Linked DNA regions of Mus musculus: regions 1, 2, 3, 5 and 6 are each linked to region 4. A link is a contact called in public Hi-C and HiChIP or PLAC-seq data. All regions are on one chromosome and are shown on one strand. Each heading gives the region's core, a stretch centred on a gene start, on an enhancer-like site or on the middle of the called end of the contact. The rest is flanking DNA. Distances are from core to core; before and after follow the strand shown.

Region 1 (3,387 bases), core at 235-2,734, 940 kb after region 4:
TGGATCTTCCCTCCCTTATTTAATCCTCCCTGGAAACCCCCTCACAGACACAGCCAGAGATGTGTCTTCCAAGTGCGTCTCAGTCTAGTCTTAATTTGACAGTTGAGACCAACAGTCATCACATCTGGTTCCCAAAACAAGGCCACTGAGTACCATTAGCTGTTGAGGTTTGGTAGGTTGCTATGTATTGTAACGCTAAGTGCAGGCCCCCAACACCTGTTTGCCCCAGAGATGAGAGAGTCTACAGTAGACCCAGGTGATGCTATGTGACCTTGCCCAAGTTATTTCTGATTAGTAAATGAAGGTGACTACATCCTATACCTGGGCAGAAGTGAGATAGGCAGGGCTTGGTGTTCCAGGCCACGAAGAGAGGAGAAGGAGGTGGAGAAAAGAGAAGCCACTATGGGGTAATAGTCTTAAAATAATGGCCACGTGGGATGGATAATTGAAGTTAAGAGCAGCCTAGGCGAAACATGGCAAATTATATAATAAGATTATTGGCTGGGAAATAGATATAATAGCACAGAGGATAAATATCTGCCCGGCTCTAATGCTGAATAGGGCTTATTGTAAATATAAAAGTTATGGGTCTTTTATCCGGGAGCTGAATGATCAAAGTTGGCATAGAAACCCTCAATTGGGATTAAATATTTCAACAACAATTAGTTCCTTGAACTCTGGATATAACACTTGGCTGAAAGGTGAACGGGCTGAAGCCCAGTCCTGGTTCCATGCCCTAGATATGGGACAGAGCCCATCCTAAGGACGCCTAAAGAGCTAGGGACTCTCCTAACTATGGATCCTTGAATTACTTTCTGATTTAGTAGGAGGAGACTGTGCCAGATAGTTTCATGTCAACTTGACATAAGCTAGGGTCATCAGAAATGATTGAGAAAATGCCTCCGAGGATCAGGCATTTTCTTAATTAGTAATTGAGAGGGGAAGCCCAGCCCACTTTGGGTGGGGCTAACCTAGGGCTGGGGGTTCTGGATTCTAAAAGAAAGCATTTTGAGCAAGCCTTGAGTAGTAAGCCAGTAAGCAGCAGCCCTCCATGGCCTTTGCAGCAGCTCCTGCCCCCAGGTTTCTGCCCTGCTTGAGTTCTTGGCCTCACTCCCAGTTCCTCATGGTGGTGAGGAACAGGGAGTGAGATAAACCTTTTCCTCCCCAAGTTGGTCACAGTGTTTCATCTCAGCATCCCTAACTAGGACAGAGTCACTTGTCACATTTGCATAACAGAACCCTAAGGAGTTGCCCTCAGCCTAGAGGTGACAAACCCAGTGGAGACATTATTCTGAGTCACCAGGAAGAGTCCCAAGGCCTAGGAATGCCCTTTCCTTGACCTTTCCTCCGACTCCATCCGTCTCTCTTAGCCACTTAAGTACTTGGCCGGCAGCCACCAGGCTGTCTCTACAGCTGTGCAAACTGGAGAGGAACCAGAGAGTGACTTGGAATTAGCCTGGAATTCCAAAGCCACTTTATTCTGTGCTGAAACTTGCTCAATTTTGGCACAGCATAGATGAGCCTAGCTCAGAGTTTGCTTTGCACAGGGTAACTTGGCACCGAGTCCGGGAAAGAGGTAAATTTTAAGTCGCTGGTGCCAACTGGGTGCAGGAACAAGTCAGAAACAGAAAGCACACATCTTCATATGCCAGCTGCTGAGACGCGAGGAAAACCCAAAACCTACCCGGGAAACATCTTTTCAACTAGCCATTTTTATTTGTGTGTGCACTCAATGCATTCGTGCATATGAGTGTGCACATAGGTGTGTGTACATTTGTGTATGTGCACATGTGTTTGTGCAGATGTGTATGTGTGTATGTAAGTCGTGCTGGGTTGAAACCCAGAGCTTTATGAATGCTAAATGTGTTCTTTTAGAATTAATGTAATGATTTTCGTGTGTGTGTGTGTGTGTGTGTGTGTGTGTGTGTGTGTGTGTGTGTACACGCGCGCGCGCGCGCGCGCGTGCCTGACTGTCTGAATGTGTACCATGTTTGCAGGTGTCTTAGGAAACCGGAAGGTTCATGGAACTGGAGCTACAGGCTGTTACAGGCTGTTGTGATCTGTCTGACTAAAGTGCTGGGAACAACACCCGGGCCCTCTGCAAGAGCAGTAAATGCTCTCAACCACTGCACCATCAGCCTCTTTATTTTGCTTTTAATTAAGGTATAACAATTACTATTCATGGTCTCACTGAAAACACTTGAAACCCCTTCCTGGCTGATGTTCACTTAGTGGCTGGACTAATTATGGTCCAAGCCTAGACTCTGACAGCCCTAATAAGCTAGGTTTGGATACCCAGGCTCAGTGATCCAATTGAACAGACAAGATCATCATCATCATCATCGTCATCATCATCATCATCAGAGAAAAGGGTCTATTCAAAGTGGTCACATTAGGAAGAGGAGCAAATTAAGAGGTCCTTTATGTTCATCTCTGGGGTTTAAACAAAAGGCAAGAGGCACACAGAGGTTAGGGATCCTGGTCCCGCCCTGGTAAGGTGTGGTCCCAGGCATGCTTACCCTCAGAGCCTGGGCTGCAGTCTAGTCTGTCTTGCAAGGAAGTTACAGTATGATCTTTTAAGCTGCATGTGCCATGTGTGCTGATAAATCAAGGTGACAGACATCCTATGTTTCCCACTTTCCCTCTTCTCCTTCTCCCCTCTCTCTCCTTCTCTGCTTCTCCTTGTCTCCTCTTTCTTCCCCTTCCAGCTGCCATGAACTGAACAACTTAACCCATCCACCCTCTCTCCAGCATGATGCTCTTCCTCCCCACAGATGCATAAGAAATGCACACAAGCATCTATGGACTGATAGCTCTGAAACCGTGAGACGCAACAAATCTCTCTCTCTCTCTCTCTCTCTCTCTCTCTCTCTCTCTCTCTCTCTGTGTGTGTGTGTGTGTGTGTGTGCTGTGCGTGCATATGAGTATGTGCATGCAAGCACTTATGAATATGGAAAATAGAGGACAAGCTCGGTGTCATTATTCAGGACACTGCTCATTGTCTTTTTTTTTAAGATTTACTTTAAAAAGATTTGTTTTGTTTATTTCTGTGTGAGCGTATGTTGCATATATGTGGGTGTATACACCCTCATATATTTATGCCTATGCCTCTCCCTTTCCCTCCCCCTCCTTCTCCCTTTCCTTCTCCCTCTTCATCTCCATCTCTATGTCTATGTGGGTGCAGAGGTTAGAGGAATGTGTTGGATCCCTTGGAACTGGAGTTACAGGCATTTGTGGAATGATCGTTTTCTTACATGGGTGCCAGATGCAAAACCCCAGTCCTCATGATTGTTTGCTGAGCCATCTCTCCAGTCCTATTTATTTATTTATTTATTTATTTATTTATTTAGACAAGGTGTCTCATTGGACTAGATCTTACTGATCAGG
Region 2 (3,463 bases), core at 187-2,686, 600 kb after region 4:
TGTAATCTCGGTGCTAGGAGACAGAGACAGAAGAAACACTGAGGCTTTCAGTTTACCCAGCCTATCTCTAATCCGGGTCCCAGTGAGAAATCCTACCTCAAAAACCAAGACCCTCCCAGGTGTGCATGCATGCCTGCACGCACACACATGGGGTGGGGAGGGGCGAGAGGAAGAGGGACAGAAAGAGAGAGAGAGAGAGAGAGAGAGAGAGAGAGAGAGAGAGAGAGAGAGAGAGAGAGAGAGAGAGATGGAAGGGAGAGGGGAAGAGTGAAGGCGGAGGTTGGGGAAGAGATAGAGGGAGACGTGGATAGGGAGAGAGAAATGAAATCTCATGCATGTGCTTTCCTGGGTGAAATCTCCTAGTCTGAGGGTGGAGTAGATTAGTAGCTCAAAGCTGGGGGAGGGAAGGTGTGTGTGAATATTGCCTTTAAAAAGAGCAATTAAGGCTGGAGAGATGGCTCAGCGGTTAAGAGCACTGACTGCTTTCCCAAAGGCCCTGAGTTCAAATCCCAGCAACCACATGGTAACTCACAACCATCCATAATGAGATCTGACACCCTCTTCTGATGTGTCTGAAGACAGCTACAGTGTACTCATATATAATAATAAATAAATCTTTTTTTAAAAAAGAGCAATTAATAGGACTGAAGAGATGGTTCAGTGGTTAAGAGCATTGCCAGGGGCCTGAGTTTGGTTTCCAGCACCAGAGGTGGCTCACAACAACCTGCAACTCCAGCTCCAGGGAATTCAATGCGCTCTTCTGGCCTCTGTGGGCACCCATACAGATGTGCACCCCACCCCCAGACATATACATAAATACGAATAATACCGATAAATCCTTTTTAGAAAATGAGAAAGAGCCAACTAACATCACAACCGGCTTCTAGGTGAAGACGCAAGGCCTCATACCTCCCAGTGTTCTAGATGCTTCTAAGTGGCAGAGGCAGAAGGGGCTCCAGCTCCCGATCTGCCTGGCTTGAGCTTTTTCCCCCTGCACAGCCGCCAGCTCCTAACTGGGGCCAGAGCATGGCCGGCACTTGGCCTGGACTCACATGTGCATATTTTAGAAGCATCGTACAGTCTTGGCTTCTCCTTTGGTAGGGAAAATTCTATTTATTTGAACACTGAGAACTGGACACCCAGATTTGGTAGGGCTTTGCCTGGTCTGTGCTGGCTAGGGGTCAGCTGGAGTTGAGTTGGGAAAGAGCTGGCTGTGGAGCTAATAGATTCAGCATGGAGATGGGCCTACGGGTTTTTTCCCCCCTCTCTCTTTTAATTTACAGCAAAATGCCCTCCCATGGAATATTAGCATGATGAAATCCTCTGTAAAGAAGAAATCATGCCCGTGTATTATCGCAGATGGCAGAGCGAGATGTAGATGATGAATCTGTAGACCAATATTTGTGGAGGAGCCATTGCTCTGAATGGGTGTGCAACAACTCACTCGCACTGCCCCCAGTTAGCTACACACAGAGGCTGGGATGGCTCAGCTTGTACAGACAGCACTTTCGGAACAAGCATGAGGACCTGGGTCTGGTCCCCAGCACTCCGTAAAGGTCAGGTATGTGGCACATGCTTGGAATCGCAGGGCTGGGGGTGGGGGTGGGGGTGGGGCTGGGGGTGGGGGTGGGGGTGGGGTTGGGGGTGGGGGTGGGGGTGGGAGTGGGGGGAGAAGAGGAGGCTTCTTTCTAGGGCTTTGCTAGGAGCCTCAGGCTCAGTGACAGACCCTGTCTCAAAAGGAGATGGTGGGAAGTGACTGAGAGACACCTGATATTGACCCCTGGCCTCCCCATGCAGCCACACACAGACACACAGACACACAGACACAGACACAGACACAGACACAGACACAGACACAGACACAGACACAGACACAGACACAGACACAGACACAGACACAGACAGACACAGACACAGACACAGACACACAGACACACACACACACACACACAGAAACAGAAACACACACAGCAAATAACAACAACAACAATAACTAAACACTGTAAGCCCTATCTTTAGCAATACCAATGAGTTCAGTTTATACGAGTCCCCTAGACATCCAAGAGCCATTACAATACAGGTCAGAAATTGAGGCTCACAGGGCTGGGGAGATATCTTAGGAGTAAGAGCTCTTGTTACACAAACATGAGGACATGGGTTTGAATCCTGAGCACCCGTATAAAAAGGTGGTGTGTTGGTTTGTGCCTGTTACATCAGCGCAGTGTGTGTGTGTGTGTGTGTGTGTGTGTGTGTGTGATTGGATATATGAAGGTCCTAGAAGGTTGTTGGCTGTCAGTGTAGTTCCAGGTTTTATGAGATCCTGCCTCAAGAAGATAAGGTAGAATGACCTCCAAATGTCATCTTATATGGTACAGAGCACATAGGCAGGTGTAGTCTCTCATTCATGTGTGCATATATCACACATACATATACACAAAATAAGGCTCATAGTGCTAAGGTGTTGTCTGTGGCAATGACCTTTTGGCAGGTTTCAACGTCCTTAGGTGTCCCCATTCCCATGCTCTCGGAAATCTGCAGAGGCAGGAAATCTGTCCACCCTATCTTCCATGGGGACAATGATGTCACTGAGCCCAGCACATTGCTTGATTGCTTGGTCTCCACTGGGCTCTGCCTAGTTAAAGGTTAGGAGTTACAGTTTTTATATGCTGGCACAGAGTCTGTGAGTTTGAGAATCTGAATGTTTCCCTTGGTGGTGTTAAAAGCCTTTCACCTAAGTCTTTCCAAGTGTCTCCCTGCTTACGTGTCACATGTGGGCTGCATTCCACATGTCACCCTCCCTGAGAACACTGGACTCCCATTAACCAGCTGGCTCCCTTTGAGGGGGCTGGCTCCAGGTGCGCACTCCAAGTCTGCTCTCGTTCTTGTGTTACCTGCTTGTTAGAGGAAGGAGAAGGACCGAGGCTTAGAGCATGCTCTGTGATGATTGTGGAATATTTCCAGATGCTGACTATATAATCCCTTTGGTTCTGCTGTGCTTGCCAAGCATGAGCGAGACAAGTGTGTGTTATGGAACAGAACAGAGCATAAAACAAAGAGCGTAACAGGGCGACTCTGTTAGGCTATGCTCCAGGACAAATGAACACTGCTCACTAGCATGCAGCCTGGTACCCTTTCCCCACCCTTTGTGTATACGGAGAAAGAATTTTCAACAAGACTGGTACAAATCAAGCCACACAAAACCCCAGCACAGATGGGTGAGGGGCTTGTGATGTCCCACCTCTAGATGAGGAACTATTGGCAACTGATGGCTGCCAGGGAGGGAGAACCAGTTTTATTTAGAGACATGGCCCCTGCGAGGCGATCCGTGTTAATCGGGGGTCAGGGATCAGAGGAACAACTGATAGAATGAATACATATGTCTATGGAATTTATTAAAGTGGCTTCCAGGCTGTGATCCAGCTAGTCCAACAATGGCAGTGTACCAAAGGACGGTCCCGTGATC
Region 3 (3,377 bases), core at 775-3,274, 880 kb after region 4:
CCAGCAGATGTTTAATCTCTATGTCATCTCCCCAGACTGTCTTTTTTTTTTTTTAAAGTGAAGAATTTAGTTCTTTTCTCTTCTTTTTAATGTAGTGAATTTATTAACTTTTTTCTTGAAATTTTTATTAGTTAATTTATTTTTTTACACTCTATATTTTATCCCCCCACCCTGTCCACCCTCCAACTGCTCCACATCCCATATCTCCTCTCTTCCCCCCTGTCTTCACATGAATGTCCCCACCCCCTACCACCTGACCTCTAAACTCCCTGGGGCCTCCAGTCTCTTGAGGGTTAGGTGCATCATCTCTTAATGAACACAGATCTGGCAGTCCTCTACTGTATGTGTATTGGGGGCCTTATATCAACTGGTGTATGCTGCCTGTTTGGTGGTCCAGTGTTTAAGAGATCTTGAGATCCAGATTAATTGAGACTGCTGGTCCTCCTACAGGGTCGCCCTTCTCCTCAGCTTCTTTCAGCCTTCCCTAATTCAATAACAGGGGTCAGCTGCTTCTGCCTATTGGTTGGGTGGAAATATCTGCATCTGATTCTTTCAGCTGCTTGCGGAATCTTCTGGAGTGTGGTCATGCTAGAACTCTTTCTGTGAACGCTCCGTAGCCTCAGTAATAGTGTCAGGCCTTGGGACCTCTCCTTGAGCTGGATCCCACTTTGGGCCTGTTGCTGGACCTTCTTTTCCTCAGGCTCTTCTCCATTTCCATCCCTGTAATTCTTTCAGACAGGAACAACTATGGATCAGAGTTGTGACTGTGGGATGGCAACCCCATCCCTCACTTGATGTCCTGTCTTCCTGCTGGAGGTATGCTCTATACTCCCTACTGTCGGACATTTCATCTAAGGTCCCTCTCTTTGAGTCCTGAGAGCCTCTCACTTCCCAGGTCTCTAGTGCATTCTGGAGGGTACCCCCAACCTCCTATCTCCAGAGGTTGCCTGTTTCCATTCTTTCTGCTAGCCCTCAGGGCTTCAGTCCTTTTCGCTCACCCAATACCAGATCAGGTTCCCCTCCCCTCCTTCCACTTTCCCACTTTCTCTCTCAGGTCCCTCCTTCCCTCCACACTTGTGATTGCTTTCTTCTCTTCTCTCCCAAGTGGGACTGAGGTGTCCTCACATGGGCATTTCAGCTTGTTGACCTTTTTGAGTTTTGTGGGCTGTATCTTGGGTATTCTGTACTTTGTTTTTTTTTTTTTTTTTTTTTTTTGTGAATATCCACTTATTAGTGAGCATACACAATTATGTCCTTTGGGGTCTGAGTTACCTGACTCAGGATAATATTTTCTAGTTCCAGCCCCACCATGCCACAGGGGCACATGTTCTACTATGTTCATAGTGGCCTTATTTGTGATAGCCAGAAGCTGGAAACAACCTAGATGTCCCACGACAGAAGAATGGATACAGAGAATGTGGTTCATTTACACAATGGAATACTACTCAGATATTAAGAATGGGGACATCCTGAGTTTTGCAGGCAAATGGATGAAACTAGAAAATATCATCCTGAGTGAGGTAACTCAGATCCAACAGACTGTCCATTTTTAATCCAACAAATTTATATAACATAAAAATCTATAATAGTGACCATTTTATTTTATATTACATTATTATTATTATTATTATTATTATTATTATTATTGTTGCATGCTTGAGATTAAACCCAGTACTTTAGGCATGCTAAGCAAGAGTTTTACTGCTGAGCTACACTCCATCTCTCATAGGTCAGCTTTGCTGAGACTGTCAGCTACTGGTAGCCGATTGTAACTGTGTAAGCAGAGGCCTGGCACTTGCTTCTTTATTAAATGCATATGTGACCCCGCTGTGAAGAGTAAAGGAAAGAAAGGGTTAGAAGTGTTTCTATAAAACATCTTCCGGGAGATCTTAGAGAGTTCCCATCTCTGGGGACCACTTCTCTCTTGTCAGCTGCCCTTGGTCAGCTGCTCCTCTGTGTTCCTTTGAACACCCAGTTGTGTTCAGTTACTCTGTCCCTTTAAGATGTCCCCCAGCCTGTCCCAAAGGCTCAGTGGCTGCCACAGACATAGACAACAGACTCAAAGCCACAGAGCCTGAGTGACAGGCTCCCGTGCACAACAGCACGTGGCAGGCGCTGGCAGTCTGCCAGCCCCTGGTTCTTTCTGTTTTGTGTTCCTCGCTCATAACTGTTTATTGTGATAGGTAAACACTTGTTTGGAAAGCTTGCAGGCGTACTATTAAAACACAAGTGTTCATGACACAGTCAAGCTGGGTTGTAAAATGTTTATCCCTTGGAATGACAAACGTTGGGCTTTTCCCTTGGAGAAAGGCTCTCCTTGTTCGCCTTTCTGTTTCTTCTTTCTATTGTCTTCCCTTCTTTCCTTCATTTCTCATCTGCTTAACCTGCAGCCTCTGTGGGTCTCTCTCTCTCTCTCTCTCACACACACACACACACACACACACACTCATACATAGAGACACATGTGCACACACACACATATTGTTTTGTTTTTAAGACAAAAGCTTGCTAAGCACTCCAGTCTGGTTTCTGAGTTCTAGCTATCAATCCTTAGGAGGTTCTTCTGCCTCCTAAGTATAGTCTGTACATTTACACCAGCACCCCCTAGATTACAGAGTTGAATTTATTGTCTTGTTTAGAAATCAGGGCAGGGGAGAGTGAGGAGATGGAGTAAATTGAAATATCTGATTTAGCTTATTTTATTTTACGTCTTGTTCTTTAAGACAGAGTTCACGTAGTCTAGTCTGGGCTCTGACTTGCTATGTAGCTGAGGATGGTCTTGAACTCATGATCCACCTCCTGAGTGCTGGAATTACAAACATGTACCACCATGCCTGGTTTATATGATGCTGGAGATGGAACCCAGGGCTCATGAATGTTAGCCAAGCTTGTTCTCCCAATCAAGATACAGCACGTAGCTGTGACCATCCTATTCTTGTAGGGACTTTTTAAAGCTTTTTGCTATTAAAGCTGACAGTTGCTTTGTCAAATGAGCCTGAGCAAATATGCATATGAAGTAATGGATTGAAGCAGTCTATATTTTTTTAAAGACAAGCTTATACAAAGTATCCGAGGCTCGCTTCCAAGTCTCAATCTTGCCCTACTCCTGGGTGTTGGGGTTACCAGGATGTATTGCCATGTCTGGCTTCCACATATTTTTAAGGGAACCCATTTGTTAGATAACAATCTTTCAGTCCATGAGTCTTTGAAAGACATTTCATATGCAAACACAACTCTCTGAGTAAGCATTTTATATAGAAGGGTATCTGAAAGTCTCATTTAGAAAGGCCTGCTAGAAATATGTCCTCAAATGGTCCTCTGTTTGCCTTGAGGTCATTTCCCTTCATGTTAATTCCTCAAGGATTGCTTCTCTAGGA
Region 4 (3,227 bases), core at 96-2,595:
CTTGCCCTTACCAACTGACTCACACCTCAAGTGCAAGATACTCTAAACTCGTGTTCACCAGACTGATGGAGTCATGATGTAGCTACAAAGCCATGTGTGCTTCTTCAACAGGTACTTTCTTGTATCTCAGATGAAAACTACATACCCATTTTCCTTAACTTTGATTTATTTCTTCTTGCACCTTTTAAATTTACAAGTGTTGGCTAAATTCTATTGACAGACACCCACATATCTAAATCTTTTCCTATCCACTTTATTTTCTCTACTAAACCAGCCTCTTACTAAGAGCTTGATAGGAAAAAAATAATGCACCACTCACCCCCCCTCTCTCTCCCTCCCTCCCTACCTCTCTGTGTGTGTGCATGTGTGTGTGTTTGTGTGTGTGTGTCCATTCCTTCCCCAGACAACTGCCAGAATGATTTTTAAACACACATAGCACACAGAGAGAGGGGGAGGGAGAGGGGGAGGGGCAGGGGGAGGGAGAGGGGGGAGGGGAGGGGAGAGGGAGGGGGAGGGGAGGGGGGAGGGAGAGGGAGAGGAAGAGGGAGAGGGAGAGGGAGAGGGAGACCCATACTCACTCACTCTTACACAGACTTCAAGAAGCCCCCATCTGTTTTTCAATACCATAATGAAGCCTCTTTGCCAGCACCCTTCAGAAGCAAGCTCTCACCATAGTTCACCCCACTCATTTCCAGCCACTTGTCTTCTTTCATCCCAACCCGCTGCAACACAACAAAACTGTCATTCCTCCTAGGCAAAGATTAACATTCAGAGCAAACCCCCCAACATTCATCTGTGGAGAGTCTCTTTTTGTGGTGCTTCCAGAGTCCATGATACACAGCTATCAAAGTTCTGATTCTGTAGCAGGAGACCTTCCCGGAGATTCTCAGGATGTATTTAAGCAACAGCTGTTATTGAAAGATCAGGAAGTCAAGTTCAGGGACTGCATTTATTTGAACAAACAACTACACATTGCTTTCAGATACAGCCAAGATTCTGAAGGTAGCTCAGATCGTGATGGAGGGTAATAGACCACAGGTAAATACACAGGAACGTCCTTTCAGGACACTGGCAAGCACAGCTGGGTAGAAGCCAACTCCTGCAAAGTGGCTGCATTTGTCTTGCTAAGGGTCAGCCATGACAGCATCTGTCAAGACGAGCTTGAACAGAGGAACTCAGAACCCAGCCTAGCAGTAACAGGATACATCGGTATCTGGTTGGAGCACAAACAAGGTAGACTTTCTTCCTCTGGCACAGGGCAGGCACAGGGCCAAGCACACACAGTGCTCTCTGTTTTTGCAAGTCTAATGCGGTCTGCTGAGGGGAGGGGTGAGAGATCACCAGTTCATAATGACTCTCATTATGTCTGCTGCGTTCTGAGCCAAGATTAGACACTAGACAATCCTCTGTCCAGTGTCAAGGGCTTTCAACTGCCCTTTCAACAGGATAATTCCACTTCAAACTAATTTAGGTTTCTTATAACCCAGGCTACCAAAACTGATACACTTCACTGTCTCGGCCTGGAAAAAGAGGTTAATGTCTGCTCCAAGAGAAATACAGACTCGGGTTTGGAGTCTGTGTCGGCTCTACATGAGCGATAACAAACACAACACCCTAAAATCTCCCACCATCTGCTGAGCTGTCAGCCTCCCTGCAGGAACTCAATTTCTAAAGATTACAGTCCTTTTAGTATAGAGCCAGAGGAACACTCCAGAAGAACTTTAGAAAAGATATTAGCATTCCCACTAACATCAACAAGGCTGTGTGAGGTTCACTTCAGGACAGAAACAGTAATTCACCTTCGTCTTCTAGACACAGAAAAGCTTTGGTGACCAAACAGAAACCTGAAGCCTGGAGTGGGCTCATGCTCATGTCTCCAGCACCAATTCCAAAGGCTAACGCAGGACTGTGGAGAGTTAACAGCATTGTAGATGGGAGTGGCAGGCCAGCTAAGCATACACAACAAAACTTTAAAACAAAACAAAACAAAACATACTTAAAAACTTAAAACAAACAAACAATAACAACAACCCACTCAGTTTGGGGTTTTCAGTTTACGTGAATACATAAAGACAATAAAGGCAAGGTATTAATTCAGGTGATTCAAAAATCCAGGAAAAGAATTAAAAGAAAAAGAAAAACCAAGCCAAAGACACTCAGCTACTAAATGAAAAGGTCATGTTTGAAGGCTCCAAGGCTCACTTTATGTCTACAAATATGCTAAACCCACAAAAGTTTATATAAACACTGAAATTTTCCGTGTAATAAAGGTAATCTTCTATACCTACCAATGTACTCACTCCTCCCTCTAAAGCACACAGGCTTTGATGTGGTAATTTATTCTTCACATACCAGCTATCTGTGCCTACCCAAGCCATTACGTCAACAACTATGCATAATATTCTAGAGAAGTACTACTATATAAAATTTTGCATTTAAAGTACAAAAATTTTAAATAACCTTTAGACTGAACCAAAATGCATAAATAACCCAAAGGAACTTGGAAACCTATGTTCACTTGGTGAGTACACAGCCTGTTAACACTAACAGCACCCCTAGCGCCATGCTCAAATATTCCCACTCTGTCCAAAGTTCCTATGCTCATCCAAAAATAAGCACAAGTCAAACAAGGTGACCGCTGCTTTAAAAACTTACATTTTAGAATTTGGTATAATTTTCCTTTAATGGACACTGTAGATTCGGGGACTTACGGGGGAAATAAAACATCTCAAGAGAACACTGAAAAGCAATAATCTGAAGCCATTATCACAGCCTAGGAAGGCTCGACTTACATTTTCTAATTCTAATTCCCTCACTCTGAAGCACAAGAGACTGCAGTCTGTACAGCGGGCAACCCAAGCCCCTGCTACATGGTTGACGGAGAAGCCACTCGCAAGGCACACAAAGTGTTAAATCACACAGTCAAGCTGTAATCCTTGACCAGTGACCCAGGAGGCTTCAGCCTGGGACCTTTCAGGTGTCACTGCTCAGTGTCTTCATACAACTACACTGCAACACTGCTCCTGAAACTTCCTCCTTAGCAAATGTCACCTTTTACCTCTTCAGCCTCTCTTCAGCCCATCCTCACCATTTTTCCTCTACCTGAATCCTCCCTAGATACAACTTTAGTCTCCAATAAGCCTTGCCAAAACAAAAGTAAGGCGTTCCTTAATCTGCGCTTCCCGTCTACACTTGCACACCAGCTGCAAATGCTCCTTCAAACAAGC
Region 5 (3,070 bases), core at 541-3,040, 740 kb after region 4:
TGTCAGGTCTGTCTGCACAGTGTGACAGGGTAGGATGTGGCTGGCTTAGATGGGATGCCTCTGCAATGCAGCAGGGTGTGATGGAGGACTCCAGCCAGCCAACGAGCCAGGGGCATCAGATGGCTTGCCGTTTCTCTGTAGACTTCCATTAAGGATTAGGATTTTCTTATGTGTGCACATGGAGGAGGCATACACTGTGTATATGTGTGTGTGGTCTATGCATGTGCACATATCCTAGTGAGAGACTGTCTCAATAAACAAAAAATGGACCAGGAGATGGCTGAGTGCTTGAGTGTTTGCTTGACTACTGCGAACTGGAGTTCAGATCCCCAGAAACTCATATAAATGCCAGGTGGCCATGGTGACCCACCTGCTATTCCAGCCTTGGAAGGCAGAGATCAGGGATCCCCAGAGTAAGCTGGCTAGGGAGACTAGCCATATCAGTGACATCTGGCTTTGGTTCAGAGATCCTGCCTCACTGTATAGTTTGAAGAGTGACTGGGGATGATTCCTGCCATCAGCCTCAGGTCTCCATGTCCAAACACACACACACATGCACACACGCACACATGCACACACGCACACATGCACATATGCACACACACATATATCCATGTACATGCAAAATATACACACACGCACAACACACACACATACACTCATATATATCTATGCACATGCAAAATATATACACATACACACATGCACAACACACATACACTCGTGTGTATCTATACACATGCAAAATATACACACATGCACAACACATATACACTTATACACACATCCCTGTGCACCTATACATATGCAAAATCTGAACAATACACACACGTACAATACACTCACACACAACATACAAATCCCATGAACGCTTCGGCCAAGCGCAGGGAGACTGGCTGTGCTATCCTAAGCTGATATGCTCTTCATCTGAATAAACTTTACCAGGGTTGATCTCCCAGGTTTTCACATTGTCCTGATTGTCCTTGGAGCAAAGCAATAGCCATCTTATGGGGAGCTATTGAGACCCCCCAATAAAAGATCATCTAGTTGGGCTTGTTGATTGTTTATACTGCCTCATGGAGGGCTGGAGGGTCATGAGACTCTCACCTGAGTAGCTGCTCTGCACCACCTATTGTACACAATTCTGCCTAAATTGCCTGTGCCCTGGGGAAAAGGCCAGGGAAGAGTAAGGAAGAGGAGCTCCCTCTGTTTGGCTACAGGGATAGGCTAGGGACCAGTACCCATGTAAGTAACCTTTCAGCTATGTTCTACATGACCTCCAAAAAATCATTGGTTACCATTGTGAATTTTGCTGGAATCAGGCCTCCATTTGTCATTGGGACCCTGGGGGAAAGGGTAGACATTGTTTTTATGTGTCCCCTGGAAAGAAATCACACATTTACTGTGAACTGGCCCACCAGAATCCCCAGATATGAGACCTGGAAGAGCTCTGAACATACAGGAAGGGAGTGTGAATTTCTGAGCTGGTTGCTGGGAGGACCTGGAGCTTCAGGGAGTAGCTAGCAAGCGGGCTACTTTCCTTTCCTAGGAAAAGCCCCCCCCCCCCACACACACCCTCCCAACCTCCTTCCTGGGCTCCATTCCAAGTTCACCAGGCAACAGCGCCTCTTCATGCTGGTTCCTGACTCGCCATTTGGGTTTTAGGAAATTCGATTTTGGAAAACACATCTTGCTTTCATTCCTTTGAGCTTGTGCCTTTGAGGATGTGGTTTAGAAAGAGGCTGTGTGGGGCTCCAGGCCAGAAGGCAGCATCCCTGAGCCAGAAGGAATCAGCTTATCCATTGTAAGGCCCATGGCAGCTGACGTGCCTCCATGAGTCGATCTGCGACTGTCCCACTCTGTTCTGCTCCTGTCCTTACAGTTGGTGGCTTCATCCCTGAAACACTCATTCTTGTACTGTCTGCTGGTCCCCACATTCCTGCCTCTGGGGAGCCATACATGTCCTCCTGTTCTTCACGTGTGCCTCCTGTGTATGTGGTGTATGTGTGTGTGTGTGTGTGTGTGTGTGTGTGTGTGTGTGTAAGCAGGCCACAATGCCATGGTGCATTGTGGAGCTCAGCTTGTAGGAGCTGTTTCTCCCCTAAAGTGCGGATGCTGGAAATTGAACTCGAGTCATCAGGTTTGGTGGTAAGTGCCTTTACCCACTGAGCATCTTCTATCTGCCTCCTTTGTTGTTCTTTTTGAGACAGAGTCTTTTAACTCCTCTGGAACTAGGCTGGCCAGCGAGCCCCAGGGATCTCTTGTTTTATGTCTCCAATGTACCATCATACCTAGTGTTTCTGTATGGTTTTGGTGTTCAAACTCAGAGCAAGTACTTGATGCAGGGAACCATCTCCCAGCCCCCGGATGAAGTACTTGTTGAGGGCTCTCTGCTTCGAGCACTTTCAACAGCAGCAAATGAAATTCTTCATTTCTCAGGGAAGGCCCTGAAAGGGAGGGCAGAGTTTATCACAGAGTCAGACAATACTTCCCCAAGTGGCCAGTCAGTGTCAGGCTTTGAATGTCTCCCACAGGCTCGTGTTTAAAATGCTTGACCTAAGTCTGGTGGTGCCATTTTAGAAGAATGTGGGACAGAGGTGAAGGAAGTGAGTCACTGTGCTGGGCCCCTGCATGCTCATACACAGATATCCAAATAAGCATACAGAAATAAAATTTTAATAACTGAAGGGAGTGGACAGTTTAGCAGTTAAAAACATGTGCTGGTCTTGCAGAGGGTCAGAGTTGAGTTCCCAGCCCTTTGTGTGGCAGCTAGTTTATAACTACCTAACTGTGATTCCAACTTCAGGAAGATCTACTCCATAGGGATATGATGCCCTCTTCTGGCCTTCTTAGGTACTGTACCCACATGTACACATACACACACACACACACACACACACACACACACTTAAAAATAATAAAGTAAATCTTTAAAAACTACCCCATGATATTTTTGTGCTTTCTGCCCATTTCAACATTTCAAAGCTATTACGTTTGGTCATTTAGGCAATACAATAGTTCCTGCATCTCAGGCTGTGGTGTCTGAAATACCAGGACAATTGATCTCCTC
Region 6 (3,234 bases), core at 437-2,936, 660 kb after region 4:
AAAAAACCAGGACTCTAACAGGAACAACTCCCCTCCCCAGAGCAGCTCTTCACAGCCTCTTCCTTCCCTTGACTTTTAGAGCTGTGTCTATTTTCAGAGAAATGCATCCCACATATTTTTCATTAATTAACATTGTTTTCTCGGAGCTTTTTTTTTGTGATGTCTTAGGGATCTTTTTCACTTTCAGGATTTTCTGTTTCAGTTGCTCAGTTGTATTTGCCTCGGTGAGCTCTCAGGATCCATCGCTTGCGGGGATTAAGGTCCTTGGGTTTGGAAACCTGCAAGATTAGATTAGGTCCATCCACTCTTTCCTCCTAGCCCTTCCCCTTTGTAAGAGCACGGTCCTATCCAACAACCTGAATATGTTAGTCAATTCCTAGTCACCGAGATGAGACACCTGATAGGAGCAACTTGGGAGGAAGGGTTGAGTGTCTTGGGCTACACTTTCTCGTGGTAGGGGAAGCATGGCAGCCCCAGACGGAGGCCGTTTTAGCTGTATCCACAGTCAGGAAGCGGAGGATGTGGGGGCTCAGCTCTCCTTTTCATTATTCTAGGACCCAGTCCATCCATCTCCCACTCAGGGTGGGACTCCCCATCTCAGTTAATTCCTTCTACAAAGCCCCTCACAGGCATGTCCAGAGGGCTGTCTCCTGGGTGATTTTAGACCTTCTCAAGTTCAGGCTCAATATTAACCATCAGAGTAAGAGAGCATCACTACCAGCCCCTGAGACAGTCCTGATTGGAAGATACATAAACCAGCTGGAGATGATGTCTGAGTTATTACTGACATGAGTGGCTGAGGTTCTGGCTTCCCTATGTTCTGTCTCATTGAGAGATGCTGCTTTCCTGGTTCCTGCTGGGATGAGACCTTGTCCTAGTATACCTGGTAGGGATCCACACTTTTCTCTCTGGTCTGTTCCTGGAGATGCCTCTGACCACTTCTAGATAGTGGCCAATTTCTCTTTAGACGTGGGCTAGCTGCACAGTCAAGATGTTCCATATGGAATGAGACCCAGTCTAATGATGCATATGGATAGATATCTAGACTAGGATTTCCATTTGTTCAATGGTTCTCACTCTTTGACATGTTCTAGAATCTTCTGGAAAGCTTGCCAGTTTCATACGGCTAAGCCTTGCCCTACTTTTTTTGTTTCTGAAGGTCAAATACAGCAAGATCCCTACCCCCGGCCCTTCTGTATGTGTGTGTGTGTGTGTGTGTGTGTGTGTGTGTGTGTGTGTGTGTGTGTGTTTATAAGTGGAATTCAGAGTTGTAGTTGCTGATCTGCCTACGCAGTCTGGCCAGTGAGCTCCAGCTGGTCAATATTCCTCCTGACTCCCTGTGCTGGGATTTTAAGTGCATGCCACCACGACTCTTTGCCTTGAGTCCTGCGTTCCAACTCAGTTCTTCATGCTTGTGCCCCAAAAGCTTTACTGACTGAGCCATGTCCCACTCCTTGTACAAACCATTGCAGTAAGCCTAGGGAACCCTGCTTTGAAAAACCCTTGAAATTTCAGCAAGGGAAGCAGTGACTGGGAACAGAGAAGGCTCTGGTAGGAGGCCATGGTTGCTGAGTCTGCCCAGATGGTTCTCTGGAGCCCTTCCCCAGCAGGCACAGGGCCCACAGTGTTACTGCCAAGTTGGCATCCCCGTTCCTCCTGCCTGGGCTCTTAGCAGCAGGAAGGAAGGGTTATATAATCCACAGTGTCACCACCTCCAGCTCTAGTTTGCTCTATGCTCTGCCTTCTAAGGCAGATTCCCTCTGAGCACCTCTGCCAAGGAATTTCTGAGAGCAGGGATGTGGATGCTCTACTTGGAGAAAAATTATATAAAAGAGAAATCCCCCAAAAAGTTATTTTTGGACCCAGGTCTGGAAGCTCTTCCCCTAGGAAAATCAATGTCAGAGGCATAGATTTGGGGGAGAAATAAAGGTGAAGAAGGGGTGGTTGTGGTAGTGGTGGTGATGGTTCAAGAGGAGGAAGAGGAGGAGGAGGAGGAGGAAGATTGACGTAAAAAAATCAGCTCCTTTTCAATGAAGGACAGAAACAATGAGGGAAAAAAATCTCTTCATGGTAGTGTAGACTTGTAAATCTCAACACTCAGGAGACTGAGGTAGGATGATCAGGAGTTCTAGGCCAGCCTGTGCTACACAGTGAATTCAAGGTTAGAGTAGGTTACATTAAACACAACAAAATCAAACAGTAAGAGAAATAATGAAAGTAAGAGACAGATAGGCGAATAAAAGAGATGACCATTTGTGTCTTTTCTAAGAAAAGGGACAGATCATTCACAGGATTGGATACCACCTTGCTCCCCTCCTTTCATAGACAGATAGATGTTCACAGTGCCTGAGAAGTAGGTACCTGTGGTGGTTTAAATAGGTTTGGCCCCTGTAGATTCAGGTGTTTCAATGCTTAGCCATAGGGAGTAGGTGGTAGGTGTGGCTTTGTTGGAGGAAGTCCATCGCTGTGTAGACAGGCTTTGATGTCTCCTATGGATGAAGTTGTAGAACTCTCAGCTCCAGAGTCTCTAGAAACATGCTGCCCTGCATGCTGCATGTTTCCTGCCATGATGATAATGGACTAAAGCTCTGAACCTGTAAGCCAGCCCCAAGTAAATGTCTTCCTTCCTAAGGGTTGCGTTGGTCATGGTATCTCTTCACAGTAATAAAATCCTGTGACAGTACCTTTGATACTTAGAGTGGGGAAAGAGAGCTGGAGCAAAGCTAGGCCAAGTTAACTACCTGTTAGTTTTGGGTAAAACATTTCTCAAATGATCCCCATGTCTAGATGCAGACTTGGTAGACTCTAACCTAAGATTAAGGCCCTAAAGGTCGCTGCAGAGGAACCTAAGCAACGTCTACATCAAAACCAGTGGGAGACAGTGCACAGTACTGCTGTGTGACCCCTAAAACTCAAAATTCAAGTTAACTAAAACCATTCTTCCTTCCTTCTTTCCTTTCTCTTCCTCCCTCCCTCCCTCCCTCCCTCCCTCCCTCCCTCCCTCCCTTCCTTCCTTCCTCCCCTTATCCTCTTCTTCTCTCCCCACCCCCCAGTCTCCTTCTCTTTTGGAGACAAGGCTCTGCACAGTAGCCCAGGCTGCCCAACATACTATATTTAGTACAAATTAGCCTCAAACTCACAGCATTTCCTCGTGTCTCAGCTTCCCAAGTATTGGGACTTTATTTGAAGCCTATCATGGAGTCAGCCTAGCTTTCTCACTCCATCCCCAGCCTT

Evidence for each region. Hi-C and Micro-C count contacts between places; a contact is called where the count stands out from the background. HiChIP or PLAC-seq counts read pairs in DNA pulled down with a chosen protein or histone mark.
Region 1: a Hi-C map of Sertoli cells shows a contact between it and region 4, with 3 times the contacts expected there. The contact joins two enhancer-like sites. A contact is called at or near these places in 3 of 484 Hi-C or Micro-C datasets (Sertoli cells, cerebral cortex and cortical neurons), 1 of 115 datasets of contacts at active chromatin or transcription factors (fibro-adipogenic progenitors) and 2 of 9 other capture datasets (embryonic tail and embryonic trunk).
Region 2: a Hi-C map of muscle stem cells shows a contact between it and region 4, with 2.7 times the contacts expected there. The contact joins two enhancer-like sites. A contact is called at or near these places in 2 of 484 Hi-C or Micro-C datasets (ganglionic eminence and muscle stem cells) and 1 of 9 other capture datasets (embryonic stem cells).
Region 3: a contact with region 4 is called in an H3K4me3 HiChIP or PLAC-seq map of embryonic basal ganglia, with 5 times the contacts expected there. The contact joins two enhancer-like sites. A contact is called at or near these places in 2 of 484 Hi-C or Micro-C datasets (olfactory sensory neurons and uterus), 1 of 115 datasets of contacts at active chromatin or transcription factors (embryonic basal ganglia) and 2 of 9 other capture datasets (embryonic tail and embryonic trunk).
Region 5: a Hi-C map of cerebellum shows a contact between it and region 4, with 2.8 times the contacts expected there. The contact joins two enhancer-like sites. A contact is called at or near these places in 5 of 484 Hi-C or Micro-C datasets (cerebellum, embryonic stem cells, granulosa cells and 2 more), 1 of 115 datasets of contacts at active chromatin or transcription factors (embryonic basal ganglia) and 1 of 9 other capture datasets (embryonic tail).
Region 6: a contact with region 4 is called in a Hi-C map of cerebellum, with 2.5 times the contacts expected there. The contact joins two enhancer-like sites. A contact is called at or near these places in 2 of 484 Hi-C or Micro-C datasets (both in cerebellum), 1 of 115 datasets of contacts at active chromatin or transcription factors (embryonic basal ganglia) and 2 of 9 other capture datasets (embryonic stem cells and embryonic tail).

Annotation. Positions count from the first base shown.
Region 1 is chr5:133,172,132-133,175,518 of GRCm38.p6, forward strand. No RefSeq gene overlaps it. Among named protein-coding and RNA genes, the nearest start is that of Gm36528, 420 kb to the left of the region's middle. Within about 2 kb of position 1,485, at least 71 of the 459 cell types and tissues checked have an H3K27ac peak or open chromatin away from gene starts, as enhancers often do. A contact at or near this core is called in Sertoli cells, where this site is marked.
Region 2 is chr5:132,825,110-132,828,572 of GRCm38.p6, forward strand. No RefSeq gene overlaps it. Among named protein-coding and RNA genes, the nearest start is that of Gm36528, 70 kb to the left of the region's middle. Within about 2 kb of position 1,437, at least 8 of the 459 cell types and tissues checked have an H3K27ac peak or open chromatin away from gene starts, as enhancers often do. A contact at or near this core is called in muscle stem cells, where this site is marked.
Region 3 is chr5:133,105,082-133,108,458 of GRCm38.p6, forward strand. No RefSeq gene overlaps it. Among named protein-coding and RNA genes, the nearest start is that of Gm36528, 350 kb to the left of the region's middle. Within about 2 kb of position 2,025, at least 26 of the 459 cell types and tissues checked have an H3K27ac peak or open chromatin away from gene starts, as enhancers often do. A contact at or near this core is called in embryonic basal ganglia, where this site is marked.
Region 4 is chr5:132,228,561-132,231,787 of GRCm38.p6, forward strand. The region is part of intron 2 of Auts2 (autism susceptibility candidate 2); the gene reads right to left. Among named protein-coding and RNA genes, the nearest start is that of Auts2, 310 kb to the right of the region's middle. RefSeq lists an enhancer at 592-1,800. Within about 2 kb of position 1,346, at least 76 of the 459 cell types and tissues checked have an H3K27ac peak or open chromatin away from gene starts, as enhancers often do. A contact at or near this core is called in Sertoli cells, cerebellum, embryonic basal ganglia and 1 more, where this site is marked.
Region 5 is chr5:132,969,546-132,972,615 of GRCm38.p6, forward strand. No RefSeq gene overlaps it. Among named protein-coding and RNA genes, the nearest start is that of Gm36528, 210 kb to the left of the region's middle. Within about 2 kb of position 1,791, at least 10 of the 459 cell types and tissues checked have an H3K27ac peak or open chromatin away from gene starts, as enhancers often do. A contact at or near this core is called in cerebellum, where this site is marked.
Region 6 is chr5:132,891,170-132,894,403 of GRCm38.p6, forward strand. No RefSeq gene overlaps it. Among named protein-coding and RNA genes, the nearest start is that of Gm36528, 140 kb to the left of the region's middle. Within about 2 kb of position 1,687, at least 35 of the 459 cell types and tissues checked have an H3K27ac peak or open chromatin away from gene starts, as enhancers often do. A contact at or near this core is called in cerebellum, where this site is marked.